Regions from separate parts of the Sus scrofa genome. Here regions 2, 3 and 4 are each linked to region 1. A link is a contact called in public Hi-C and HiChIP or PLAC-seq data. All regions are on one chromosome and are shown on one strand. The core of a region is the stretch at or near the end of the contact, and the rest is flanking DNA. Distances in the headings are between cores, read along the strand shown. Region 1 has its middle 81 kb from the start of CAB39. Region 2 has its middle 65 kb from the start of SP140. Region 3 overlaps SP110 (sp110 nuclear body protein). Region 4 holds the start of SP110 (sp110 nuclear body protein).

Region 1 (2,896 bases), core at 263-2,762:
ATATACAACTACCATATGTTACAAATGTTACAACATACAACTACCATACATTACAAATACTACAATATTCAACTACCATATGTTACAAATATTACTACATACAACTACCATACCTAGCAATTCCACTCTTAGGTATATATCTAAAAGAAAGCAGGGAATCTAGAGTTCCCTGGTGGCTCAGCAGATTAAAGATCTGGCATTGTCACTGCTGTGGCACAGGTTCGATCCTTGGCCCAGGGACTCTGCATGCTGTGGGTGCATCCAAAAAGAAAGAAGAAGAAGGGAATCAAAGAATTGGAAACATTGCTATTGTCTATACCAGTATTTATAAGCAGCATTATCACAAGAGCCAAAAAGTGGAAACAACCCAAATGCCCAACAACATATGAATGGATAAACAAAATGTGAATACATACAATGGAACATTATTCAGCCATTAAAAAGTATAAAAATGTTCATATATGTTGCCACACTGATGGACTGTGAAAGCATTATGCTAAGTGAAACAATCCAAACATAGGACAAATATATAATTCTAAATATATGAGAAACAGAGAATAGGTAAATTCATAGAAACAAAAAGTAGCATATAAGTTATGGGAGCTGGTGGTGGAGGTGCAGGGAACTGAGAGTTACTGTTTCAGAGGTTGGGGATGACCAAAAGTTTTGGAAATAGACAACAACAATGGTTTTGCAACATTGTGAAAGTATTTCTTATCACTAAATTATCCTCTTACAAATGGTTAAAATGATAAATATTGTTGTATACATTTTACCACCATTTTAAAAATATTCATTGGAAGGGGCTCATATTATTTGAATCTGGAGCTTTGTGTTAATTATTCCAACTAAGTTGTAACATGGCGCTGTCTGGAGACCCAGGACACTAGAGCTGAGCATATTTGGGGACAGAAAAATAAATGGAAGAAGGGGTTTAAATTCTCAGCCTGGTGAAGAGTGAGATCTTACAGATGGTCATGGCAAATATCAGAAACTTCTCAGAGTCACGTCTGAGCCTTTTATTCTGCTGGTTTCAACTACCTACAAACAAGCAGGGGCAGAATGCACTGGGTGTCAGCTTAAAACAAGCTTGCCAGGGGTCCGCTGCTCTTCTCCCTAAATTCCAGTGCACCCAGGGGTGAACTAGGTATGGCCAGTTGAATGGTTCAATAGAAAACAAAAAGTGAAGAAATTCAAGACGAGGAGGAAGTCCTGTCCCTTGCACCTCGTTCTTTTCCCCCAAAAAAGAAACCCTGATCTGATCTAGTCAGTTCCCGGGTCATACACAGGATAAGCCACCAAAGCAGGGCTTGGATAATCAAATGTCAGGCAGGAGCAGGTTATCTCCCAGCAAACACTGGCAGGGAAACGGGCGCTCCGCCGCCAGCCCTGGACTCGCTCTGTCTACTTCTTGCACAAGCTCCATTACTGGAAGTCAGCTGCTGGCACAATTTCAGCCCCCGGGGAGCCACCCACTCGCTTTCCCAGAGCACCCTTCCCCCTTCTAGGGCAGAAGTCAGCCAACACGTTCCACTAAAGCAATACACAGAATCAAATAGGCTTTCAGCTCAGTTGGTAAACAACCGCTGCCTGGAGCCCTTTCAAATGCCTCCCTCCACCCCTGCTGCCCTCGCCAGCCGTCTATTCCCTAAGTCCCTCCCCCACAAGCCCCCCCCCCCCCCAATCAGCGACCTGAGGTCCGGGGGTCCTCCAGAAACCTGCTGCAGCCTTAGCCGACGTCAGTTTTCAGCAGGAGCACACAGAACAGAATGAAAGGAAAGCCTCTACTACCCGAGACATTTCCATTTTTCACTCTAATTTTAGCAAATGAAACTTTACTTAAATTTGCATTTTACCGTCTTTTCTCAATACACCGTGTCGCTCTTTCCAGAACCTCCAGAGGGTCTACAGTGCCCTCTGGTGGCTGAATGTTGCTATTGCACATTCCTCTTCAGAAATACCTTTTCCTCTCCTAATTCATCTTACTGTCTGTTCTGGAAGCGAAGAACTCATTTCTTAACCATCTAACCACATAGCTCAAAATCAAGATTAGAGGTGGCATTCTTCCCTTCTAGGTAAGAGCGAGTGAAATAAATGTAAGGAATTAGTGCATGAGATAGTTTTCCTGTTTGAAGCAGTTGATGTGCCTGTAAGTGTATTTATGACCTAGACGAAGAAGTTTTAGTTCAAATTATGAGGATGCCCTGTGTCTTTGATTCTTTTCCACTCGCTTTCTGAGCTATCTTCCTAGGTCCCTGAGACCTTCTTTGGGCCTAAGAGACCTTAAGAACCGGGCATCTCTGCCTTCTGGATTTCCCTTTAGGCTGGGAATGCTCTGAACCAAGCTCCCCTTGGTTGACTCATGGGGTGAACTGGGGGGGCTGGGGGTGTGAAGACGAAGAGGAATGAGATGGAACTCCTTTGACCACCTCCACCTGCATCTGAGGCCACCTCAGAACCTGTTGACTTCCACTGGCTTACCCTGCAGATTTTCTACTCCGTGAATGCTTCCTGCAAGTGGAGTCTCAGTGGTGGCTTGAACAAAGAAGAAAAATCTGGGGATTAAGGTAAACCGAACCACAGCTGATGGTTGTCTTTTAAGAGGAGACATGAAATGGATTATTGTAACTGGATACCACCTTGCGGGGGGAGTGTTGGGGGTTCTTCATCCTTGCAGCCTTGTGTTATCTAGCACGAGCTAATGCACAGCATATGACCATTGCTCTGGAGGAGATGTGTGGTGGAGAAGAGGCCTCACACCAAAGGGGACATAAGGAGGGGCCTCCTTAACTAATGGGAACGCTCTGTGCAATGTGCAGTTGGCACAACCAAACTCTCTGTGCGTTCCTGAGGAGCCCCACCCAGAAAACAGAGTGGGTCTTCTCAAACCAGCAGC
Region 2 (2,896 bases), core at 204-2,703, 250 kb before region 1:
CCTCACTAGGTCTTCCCAGTTCTTGGCTCCCACAGGAGTTTTACCACCTAGTGTCTGTGGAGAGGGCTCACACTGCCCCCTGGTGGTGGAGCAGCATTGTACCATCACCTGCAGAAGTCCCTGGTGACTGCTCCTCTCAGAGCTGGCTTCTGAGTCTATCCAGACAGTAGGAAACCTCTTCCCTGTGATCTGCTCTACCCGAAAGAGCTCTGAACCAGGGCTAAAGGGTCCAGGGCAAACTGCTTTGAGAAGCTGGAAACAGATGATGTTGATTTCAAGCACTGGCTGCATAAACAAACAGGGTCATGGTCCAGATACAGAAATAGCTACATCTGGAGCTCCCTTCCTGGCTCAGCGGTTAAAGAACCTGATTAGGATCCATGAGGATGCAGGTTCGATCCCTGGCCTTGCTCCCTGGGTTAAGGATCCGGCGTTGCCATGAGCTGTGGTGTGGGTTGCCGACGCGGCTCGGGATCTGGCATTGCTGTGGCTGTGACGTAGGTCGGCAGCTGTAGTTCCAATTGGACACCTAGCTTGGGAACTTCCATATGCGGCAGGTGTGGCCCTAAAAAAAGAAAAGAAAAGAAACAAAAGGCTAAATCTGCCCTTAGGCTCTGTCTGAGAAAGTGCAGGGTTCATGGATCCTGGCAGGTGCCAAGGATTGGCCTGTCCTCTCTTAGGACCAGTCCTCTGCCTGACTTTTTAGGAGGATGTGAGCTTATGCTGTGCATCTCTGGCTTTTCGTGTAGGTAAGTACCAACACACGCCCACTGACCTGAGGCTCCTTTCACTGGCTGCCAGAACCCACCTACTGAGGGCTGAGAGACCAGGTTCCCATGCTCTCCGGGACAAGTCCATGGGCCCATGAACGAGTCCAGAACCCTGTCATAGGGCCAGGTGAGCCAGCCCTCTCTGTCTGCACCCTGACAGCTGGGCACCGTAGCTGTCCTGGATCCGGATGCTGCAACCGCAGTGCCTGGACCTGGATGCCTGCCTCTGCCTCGGGCTGCAGAGCCTGGAGAACCATTGCTGTGCCTGAAGTTGGAAACCTCACTGTCGCCTTTGTGAACTAAGAACATTTCTGCTTCATCTCCCCCACTAGATGCTGCAGCATTTGGTGTGTCAAACCGCCACTCCACATTAAACAGACACTGACGTGGTCTGGCATCAGCTGACGTGGTGGACACACAGCTGCCCCTTCCTCTGATCCTCAGGCCCTGTGTCCTTGCTTGGGTCACTGTCCTTACCACTGAGCCCTTGCTTGTGGGCTTGTGCTCTCTTCTGGCAAATTGGCCTCCATGTCTGTCGCATTTGGATGATGGAGAGAGTTCCCGCTCAACCTTTCTGTAAATGATCAGATGCCGGTGGCTGCTCATGGGGCAAGGTGTCCCCAGGGTAAATGCATCCTAGCCCTGGTTTTATCCAACCAGGACACATGTTGGCACAAGGCCTGAGGACTCAGGCTGGGAAAGCCCCACTGAGTGGTGTTCCCTTTTCTAGATGGCTCCTGAGATCAAGGAATCCCTTGAGACCAGAGGAAAGATGAGTAAGACAATGGCTTCTTGGATTTCATTATTTCAAGTGTCGCTTCACAGTGGTAAAGTGAATAGTGTCTGTGATTTTCTTTTCTTTTTTTTTTGCTTTTTAGGGCCACATCTGTGGCATATGAAAGCCCAGGCTAGGGGTTGAATCAGAGCTGCAGCTGACAGGCTAGACCACAGCCACAGCAACACCAGATCTGAGTGGTGTCTGCCATCTGTAACACAGCTCACGGCAACACTGGATTCCTGACCCAGTGATCGAGGCCAGGGATTGAACCCTCATCCTTATGGATACTAGTCGGATTTGTTCCCACTGTGCCACCATGGGAACTCTGATTTTTTTTTTTTTTTTATTTCCTAGGGACAATGACAGAAGGGAGAGCTGGGAATCCTGCCCACATACCGAATTCCAGGTGGAGAAAGATCCCATGGGATGGAGAGGGAGCATCTTTAGAAGGAAAGAGAATCAGGTGGGCCCCTCAAGGCTCAAGGGAGCGAAGAAGAGGGGCCAAGTCCCCCAGCAGGACTGGCCAGGTTGGCCAGAGGCAGACCCCACAGCCACCTGTGGGCTACGAGCTTGTTCAGCAGGGTTTGGCTTTGCAGAAGCTTGGAAAGCATATGAGAAAGGTTCTCAGCCCAGATGCTAGTAGCCAATTAAGCCTACCTCTCCCAAGGGCAGGTGTACTTGACCAGGAGACCACGCCTTCTCAGCTCCTAAGATTGGATTTTACAAAGTTGAATTTCCAGTATCCGCTGGAGGGGGAACTAGAACTTCATATATAATTCTTTCAGTTGCTCCTGATAAAAAGCTTTTCTTTCTTTCCTTTTTCTTTTTAGTGCCATACCCTCAACATATGGAAGTTCCCAGGCTAGGGGTCGAATCGGAGCTGTAGCCACTGGCCACAGCCACAGCCACAGCCACAGAGATGCTGGATCTGAACCTGACAGCACTCATGGCCTAAACCCAGCCAGAACAGAGACTTGGACTTGAACCCACGTGCTGGGATTCAAATCCAGCCTAAACCCAGATGGGGACTTAAACCCATGGTTTTAGAGTAGAATCACTCGCCCAGTGTCGGGACTCACTGAGGTTCAGGTTCTTCATGCCTCTGAGCAGAAGGAATTCAGCGAAAGATAAAGTGTTAGGCAAGACACAGGTTTATTAGGATAGGACACTTGGAAGAGTTTCAAGCAGGCAGGGATGGAAGCTCTGCCCCCAGGATTCGGTGGGCTACAGTTTTATTATCCTAGGGGAGTGGGGGTCAGAAAAGACCACCTCTTCCTCTTTCTTGGAGTAGGAGCTGTAATACCAGTAAGGTGGGTATTCAAATCAGCAGAAGAGTGGCCCTCAACTC
Region 3 (2,896 bases), core at 275-2,774, 220 kb before region 1:
GACAAGATGAAGATGACCTACTGAATGGGAGAAAACATTTGCAAAGGATATGACTGATAAAGGGTTTAATATGCAGCATATACAAACAGCTCACATCAGCGTATTAAATACATGTTACCTACGTATAAAAAGAAACACCTCAACAAGACTACATCATACGACTGATAAGTGCACAGAGACATGACATTAAATCAGAAGTCAAAGCCGGGGCCACGTGCTAAGGAAGCAGGAGAAGTGGTTTGGTGATGGACAGCTGCCAACGCTTGCCTGGACTCTTGCCTCCTACCCGTGTTCTCTAAAAAGGCCAGGGGGTATTTTTTTCAGTGTAACGAACAAAGGACTTTGTTTTGTTTTGCTTTGCTTTTTAGGGCCACACCCCAGGCAAAAGGACGTTCCTGGGCTAGGGGTCAAATTGGACCAGCAGCTGCCAGCCCACAGCACAGCCACAGAAATGTGGGATCCGAGCCACGTCTGTGACCTACACCAGAGCTCACAGCAATGAGGGATCCTGAACCCACGGAGCAGGGCCAGGGATTGAACCTGACGCCGAGCCTGGGAAACTCCATATGTGGGTGCGGCCCTAAAAGACAAAAAGACAAACAAACAAACAAAAAGAACAGGGTGGGTTACCCCTGAGCCACGACAGGAACTTCCAAGAACAAAGGACTTGGGATTAAAACATCTAGTTTGATTCCAGCTCATGCAAGTCTTTTATGCTCTAATTGAATCTGCAAAAGGGGCTGAAATTTTTCTATTTGAAGATTAAATGATAGCAAAGAACAGCGTGCCTTGCTAACTGTAAAGTGATGTACACACTTACATTGCTGTCAGGGCCTCTGCATCTGGTTGTGTGGGATGTGCACTGAGCAAGGAATTCCCCTTTTAAGGTGCTGGTGGGGGGCGCTGGGGCGGATGTTGGAGGGAGGCCTTGGGGCAGGTCACCTCAGAGACAGAATCCATTTGTACACTTCCCATATGTGTCCAGCAGAGGGCAGCAAAGTGCCTGTTTCAAGACTCTGGGGGCCAGCTCTAGCCCAAGTGCATGGAAAAAGGTGCTGATTTTTTTTTTTTCCTCTAGTTTACAAAGTTCTTTGTATGGGTCCACGGTGGTCCTAATATTGGTATCCATACTTGAAAGAAGGAATACTGTATTGATCTGACAGCCCTTTAAGCACAAACTCTGGGGCCTAGAGGAGACGAGGAGTAATGAGGGAGCCAGATCCATGTACTGACCTCATTCGACTGCAGGGAGTGAACAGAATGTACACAGTTAATTACACATGTGACAAAAGCATGTCAGGGAGACCTACCCCTGCCCGCAGGACAAAGGTGAAGTCCGAGACTGTGTGGCAGAGGAGGAGGAAGGATGAGAGCGTGGCTTTGGGGAGGGAGTCGATGCCGGAGCGAGAGGACACAGGTCCTGAGCGAGAAGGAGGATGAACGCTGGGAAAAACCAGCCTGGTGCCTGCCCTTGGGTGTGTGGGTGGGGATTGGAATGCGGCCGTGGATTACATTCCGTTTCTTGGCCTGAGGCCTGGGTACCTGTGGGCTTTTCCTTTGTGTTAACTCCTCAAGCGTACACTGAAGCGCCTGCCTTCTTCCCCACGTGCCACCACGCTGCTCAAGATGCTGCCCTGCCATAATGTGAGGCTCAGCCCGCATGGACATCAGAGCACTGCTGTCTCGCTAGGGAAGCAGTGTGCTCAGAGCCACAGCTGATTTACAAGCTCTTTATTTTTGCAGACTGCAACAAGCCGGCTTGCAGTGGGCAGCAGTCTGTAGACCCCAGCTTGGGTAGCACACCTCACGCTCAGGAATAAGTTAATGGGGGAAAAGGCCAGTGTGGCAGGTGCCTAAAGAGGGAAGGGAGAGTGACAAGAGATGATGCAGAAGTAAATTATAAAAGCGGAAGGAACAGGAATGCCAGGAGGAGGGAGGGGGCAAGGACAGGGGACCCAAGACACACCAGAGCACAGAGCACAGAAGCAAGGGTGGGGGGCCGGGAGGGCTCACCCCTGACCAACACAGGAAGCAAAAGCCCATCCCACCAGAAATGGGAACATGGTTGGCTTTTTTTTTTTTTTTTTTTTTTTCCTTTTTAGGGCCTCGCTTGCAGCATATGGAGGTTCCCAGGCTAGGGGTCAAATGGAAGCTATAGCCACCGGCCTATGCCAGAGCCACAGTAACTTGGGATCAGTGCTGCATCTGTGACCTACACCGCAGCTCATGGCAACACCAGATCCTTAACCCACTGAGCGAGGCCAGGGATCGAACCCGAAACCTCAGGGTTCCTAGTCGGATTCGTTTATGCTGTGCCACGATGGGAACTCCCTGAACAGACATCTTTTCCCCTCTTTTCTAATATATAAAAAATGAATAGTCATTTACAACTGCAAACATGGATTTACATCCTTTATAGGTCAACTTTTTTTTTTCTCTTTTTGGTCAACTATTTTTAAGTAATTTTTTTCCCTTACTAGTTTGGGGAGAAAAGACAGAGATGAGTCCTGATGAATGAAAAATCATAGCATTGACTAAGAAATAAACAGCAAGCCCAAGGCAATAGATAGGGAGGTTAAAACTATTACATACAGAAGTCAAATTTTCACAAGTTAATACATACACATGTATAACAATATACTAAGCATAGATATGTATATATACTTAATACAAATAATAGCGGTAAGGAGTTCCCGTTGTGGCTCAGTGGAAACAAATCTGTTTAGGATCCATGAGGACAAATGTTCGATCCCTGGCCTCACTCAGTGGGTTAAGGGTCTGGTGTTGCCGTGAGCTGTGTCGTAGGTGACAGACATGGTTCAGTTCCCATGTTGCTGTGGCCATGATTCAATCTCTAGCCTGGAACTTCCATATGCCATGGGTGTGGCCCGAAAAA
Region 4 (2,896 bases), core at 272-2,771, 190 kb before region 1:
TGGCAGGTTAAGCACTCCTGTCTCTTTTTCCTCATTCCTGAACACTTTAACAGAAAAAAAAAATGTTATCAAAAACAATAATCCACAACAGTACTGGCAACCACAAGAAGAGACGTAGGGGGTCTATAATCATGAAGAAATCCTGGAGGACAGAGAAGAGATGGGAAAGAAGTCTGCTGTTTACCATCTGCACGGGAAATGTGGGGCAAAAATCAATTCAGAGCCAGAAAAGGTCAGGATGGTCACATGCTAGGAAGAGGAAGGGGCCCCGGATGACTAATTTTACTACAGCGTTCTGAGCAAAACACCTGCCGTGTTCCTCACTCTTCATCTGCTACAATTGCCAGGGATGAAGGCGAAGCACAGAGAGGTTCATTAACTAGCCCGAGGTATTCATGGGCAAAGCGGACTCATCTGACCAAAGCCCCTCTTCTCACCAGTGCAGGATACTGCGTCCCGTACGTGAGTGTTCAGGTTTGTATTATGCACAAGAATCTTAAAAATCAATAAGTAAAGATAAATATCAGCGAGAAAAAGAAAAGGAAAGGCATAAACAAGAAATTAAGTCAAATGTACAATGAATGTATGACAAACACGGCAACTTGCTAGAGGTCAGGTCAGAACAGGGCAAAGACAATCTGATAACATGTTTGCCAACCAAACTGGCCAAGATAGAAAACAATCAGAGACACTGCTAGAGGTTAATTTAGTAATCCTTATCAAATCTCCTAAAATTTGTATGCCCTTGAGTCTTAAATTCCACTTCTAGGAATTTTTTTTTTTTTGAAAAGCGTATTCACTAAGAATGGGAAAAGTAATCATAACAAATACATTTTTAAAAAGCAAACTGTCTGCCTGACACAATGCTGTGCTTAACAGCATCCTGAAAGTCCCTCTGCATTTGTTTCTAGATCATCTCCCTGACTCTGGGAATTTATTTCAAGAAAATAATCATGAATGTGCTTAAGGAAAAAATATTAAGAAGTTGATATGTGAGAGAGGAAATTAAATGCACTCTCCTTGTTTTCTCTTTCCCACGAGTGTCCCAGCTCCCTCGGGTCCCTTGTACTATGAATAATGAATGAGCTGCCTGGTTGGGGCAGAGGCAGGGTCACTGCACGGACAAGGAAGTACAGAGGAAATCTCAAGCTCCGTTTGCAATAACAGGCTAGAATTTGGGGGTGGGGGAGTTGTGTGTTTGCTTCCCCGGTTCTTCTGTCTTCTTTTTAACAGTCTCCTATTAAGTCCCACCCACCCTCTCTATCTCTTTGGAAAACGGAATTTTACAGAGAGAGAGAGAGAGAGCCTCACCCTGCTGCTGCGGCCAGAACAGGACCTGGGGAAGCCAATCACCAAAAGCTGAATAAAGCAGCCGAGGCAAAAAAAACCCACCTGGATACTGAGACTGCCATCTGTTCCTTTCCCTTTCCAGGTCCAGGGGCTCTCCCAGGATGGCTCTGGAAGCCTGGGAGCAGGGCAGGGAGGTAGGTTAGGCAAAACAGGAAGTCTGTGCTTTGGGGCTCAGGGTGAGGGCCAGGCTTCCCGAGGAAAGGAAAGTGAAAGCAAAGTGAAAGCATTGAACGGACTGTGCAGAGCTGAAGGTAAGACCTCATTTCTCGCAGCTTCTCGGCACCTCCCGGTACTTGTGAGATTCCCAGGGGACTTGGGGGTCGTGGGATTGGTGGTTTGAGAGGTGGTCCAGCTGGGGAGGAGGGTACTGTGAGGAGGGGGCGTGCGGTCCGAAGGACGTGGTTGGGGCGGGGGGTTATGCTATCTATTTACATCTGTACCTACCTCTGTTTCTTTAGGACTCGTCCTCCTACACTTTTTGGGGTGATGAAAATGTCCCTAAGCTTAATTGTGGGGATGATGATGTTACACCAAGGAATCCATTTACTAGAAATCATCACACTTAAAAAAAATAAAAATAAAAACAAAGGGGAGGGGTGACTCAGAAATGCCTATACTTTGTCAGGATAAAATTATTACTGAAGAAAATTGAAATTTAAAAAGAAACCTGAATAGAAACTTAAATCCTGCAGTGGTGGGCAGATCCCAGAGAGAACTGGGGCCAGGAGAAGGTTCTAAAACAGCCGCTCCAGGGAGACAGGGAACACTCCCTCTAAACATCCTATTAAAGATTGCTAATATGTGGAGTTCCTGTCGTGGCTCAGTGGTTAACGTATCCGGCTAGGATCCATGAGGTTTGGGGTTCAATTCCTGGCCTCGCTCAGTAGGTTAAGGATCGGGCGTTGCCGTGAGCTGTGGTGTGGGTCACAGATGCGGCTCGGATCCGGGTTGCTGTGGCTCTGGCTCTGATTCGACCCCTAACCTGGGAACCTCTATATGCGGCGGGAGCGGCCCTAGAAAAGGCAAAAAGACAAAAACAAAACAAAACAAAAAAGATTTCTAATATGTACTGTGAGAAATCCTTCTCTAAGAAGTCTGTTTAACCTTACTTAAATCAATGATTTGAAAATGTACTTGGGACCTCTCCTAACAGGACACTTATAAATCAGAAAAAAAGATGGGAAACACAGTTCTAGAGTCTAAGAAACCTTGAAACCAAGGCTAGCATACGTGGGCACGAGCTCAATTTGATGGGAGTATAAAAATGCATCATCTTAAGTGTGCATTTCGATGCGATTTAACAAACGTCATCATAACCACAGTTAAGATACAGGCCATTTCCATCATCCCAGAAAGTCCCCTTGTGCCCTTCGCCAATAGTTTCCTCCTCAGTCCCAGCACTGGGCAATCACTGATCTACTTTCACTATGTCTACGGATTTGTTTTGTCTGCACTAAATTTCTATGTAAATGGTAACGCACAATGTGCACTTTTTTTTTTTTTTTTGGTCTTTTTAGGGCCACACCTGCAGCACATGGAATTTCCC

What was found. A called contact is a pair of places that touch in the nucleus more often than the background predicts. HiChIP or PLAC-seq counts read pairs in DNA pulled down with a chosen protein or histone mark.
Region 2: a contact with region 1 is called in an H3K27ac HiChIP or PLAC-seq map of alveolar macrophages. The contact joins two enhancer-like sites. A contact is called at or near these places in 1 of 5 promoter capture datasets (fetal liver) and 1 of 2 datasets of contacts at active chromatin or transcription factors (alveolar macrophages).
Region 3: a Hi-C map of liver shows a contact between it and region 1, with 11 times the contacts expected there. The contact joins two enhancer-like sites. A contact is called at or near these places in 4 of 5 promoter capture datasets (fetal liver, fetal skeletal muscle, liver and 1 more), 31 of 47 Hi-C or Micro-C datasets (adipose tissue, alveolar macrophages, blood and 17 more) and 2 of 2 datasets of contacts at active chromatin or transcription factors (alveolar macrophages and skeletal muscle).
Region 4: an H3K27ac HiChIP or PLAC-seq map of alveolar macrophages shows a contact between it and region 1. The contact joins the promoter of SP110 here to the enhancer-like site in region 1. A contact is called at or near these places in 2 of 5 promoter capture datasets (fetal liver and fetal skeletal muscle), 4 of 47 Hi-C or Micro-C datasets (alveolar macrophages, embryonic fibroblasts and liver) and 2 of 2 datasets of contacts at active chromatin or transcription factors (alveolar macrophages and skeletal muscle).

What each region holds. Positions count from the first base shown.
Region 1 is chr15:131,410,324-131,413,219 of Sscrofa11.1, forward strand. No RefSeq gene overlaps it. Among named protein-coding and RNA genes, the nearest start is that of CAB39, 81 kb to the right of the region's middle. Within about 2 kb of position 1,513, at least 54 of the 83 cell types and tissues checked have an H3K27ac peak or open chromatin away from gene starts, as enhancers often do. A contact at or near this core is called in adipose tissue, alveolar macrophages, embryonic fibroblasts and 6 more, where this site is marked.
Region 2 is chr15:131,158,953-131,161,848 of Sscrofa11.1, forward strand. No RefSeq gene overlaps it. Among named protein-coding and RNA genes, the nearest start is that of SP140, 65 kb to the right of the region's middle. Within about 2 kb of position 1,454, at least 4 of the 83 cell types and tissues checked have an H3K27ac peak or open chromatin away from gene starts, as enhancers often do. A contact at or near this core is called in alveolar macrophages and fetal liver, where this site is marked.
Region 3 is chr15:131,185,882-131,188,777 of Sscrofa11.1, forward strand. The region is part of intron 9 of SP110 (sp110 nuclear body protein); the gene reads right to left. Among named protein-coding and RNA genes, the nearest start is that of SP140, 38 kb to the right of the region's middle. Within about 2 kb of position 1,525, at least 31 of the 83 cell types and tissues checked have an H3K27ac peak or open chromatin away from gene starts, as enhancers often do. A contact at or near this core is called in adipose tissue, alveolar macrophages, fetal liver and 5 more, where this site is marked.
Region 4 is chr15:131,225,022-131,227,917 of Sscrofa11.1, forward strand. It overlaps SP110 (sp110 nuclear body protein), which reads right to left and starts at 1,522. Exons shown (of 17, transcript XM_021075649.1): 1 at 1,393-1,522. The coding sequence starts at 1,412. SP140 (nuclear body protein SP140) reads left to right here and starts at 284. Exons shown (of 25, transcript XM_021075644.1): 1 at 284-474.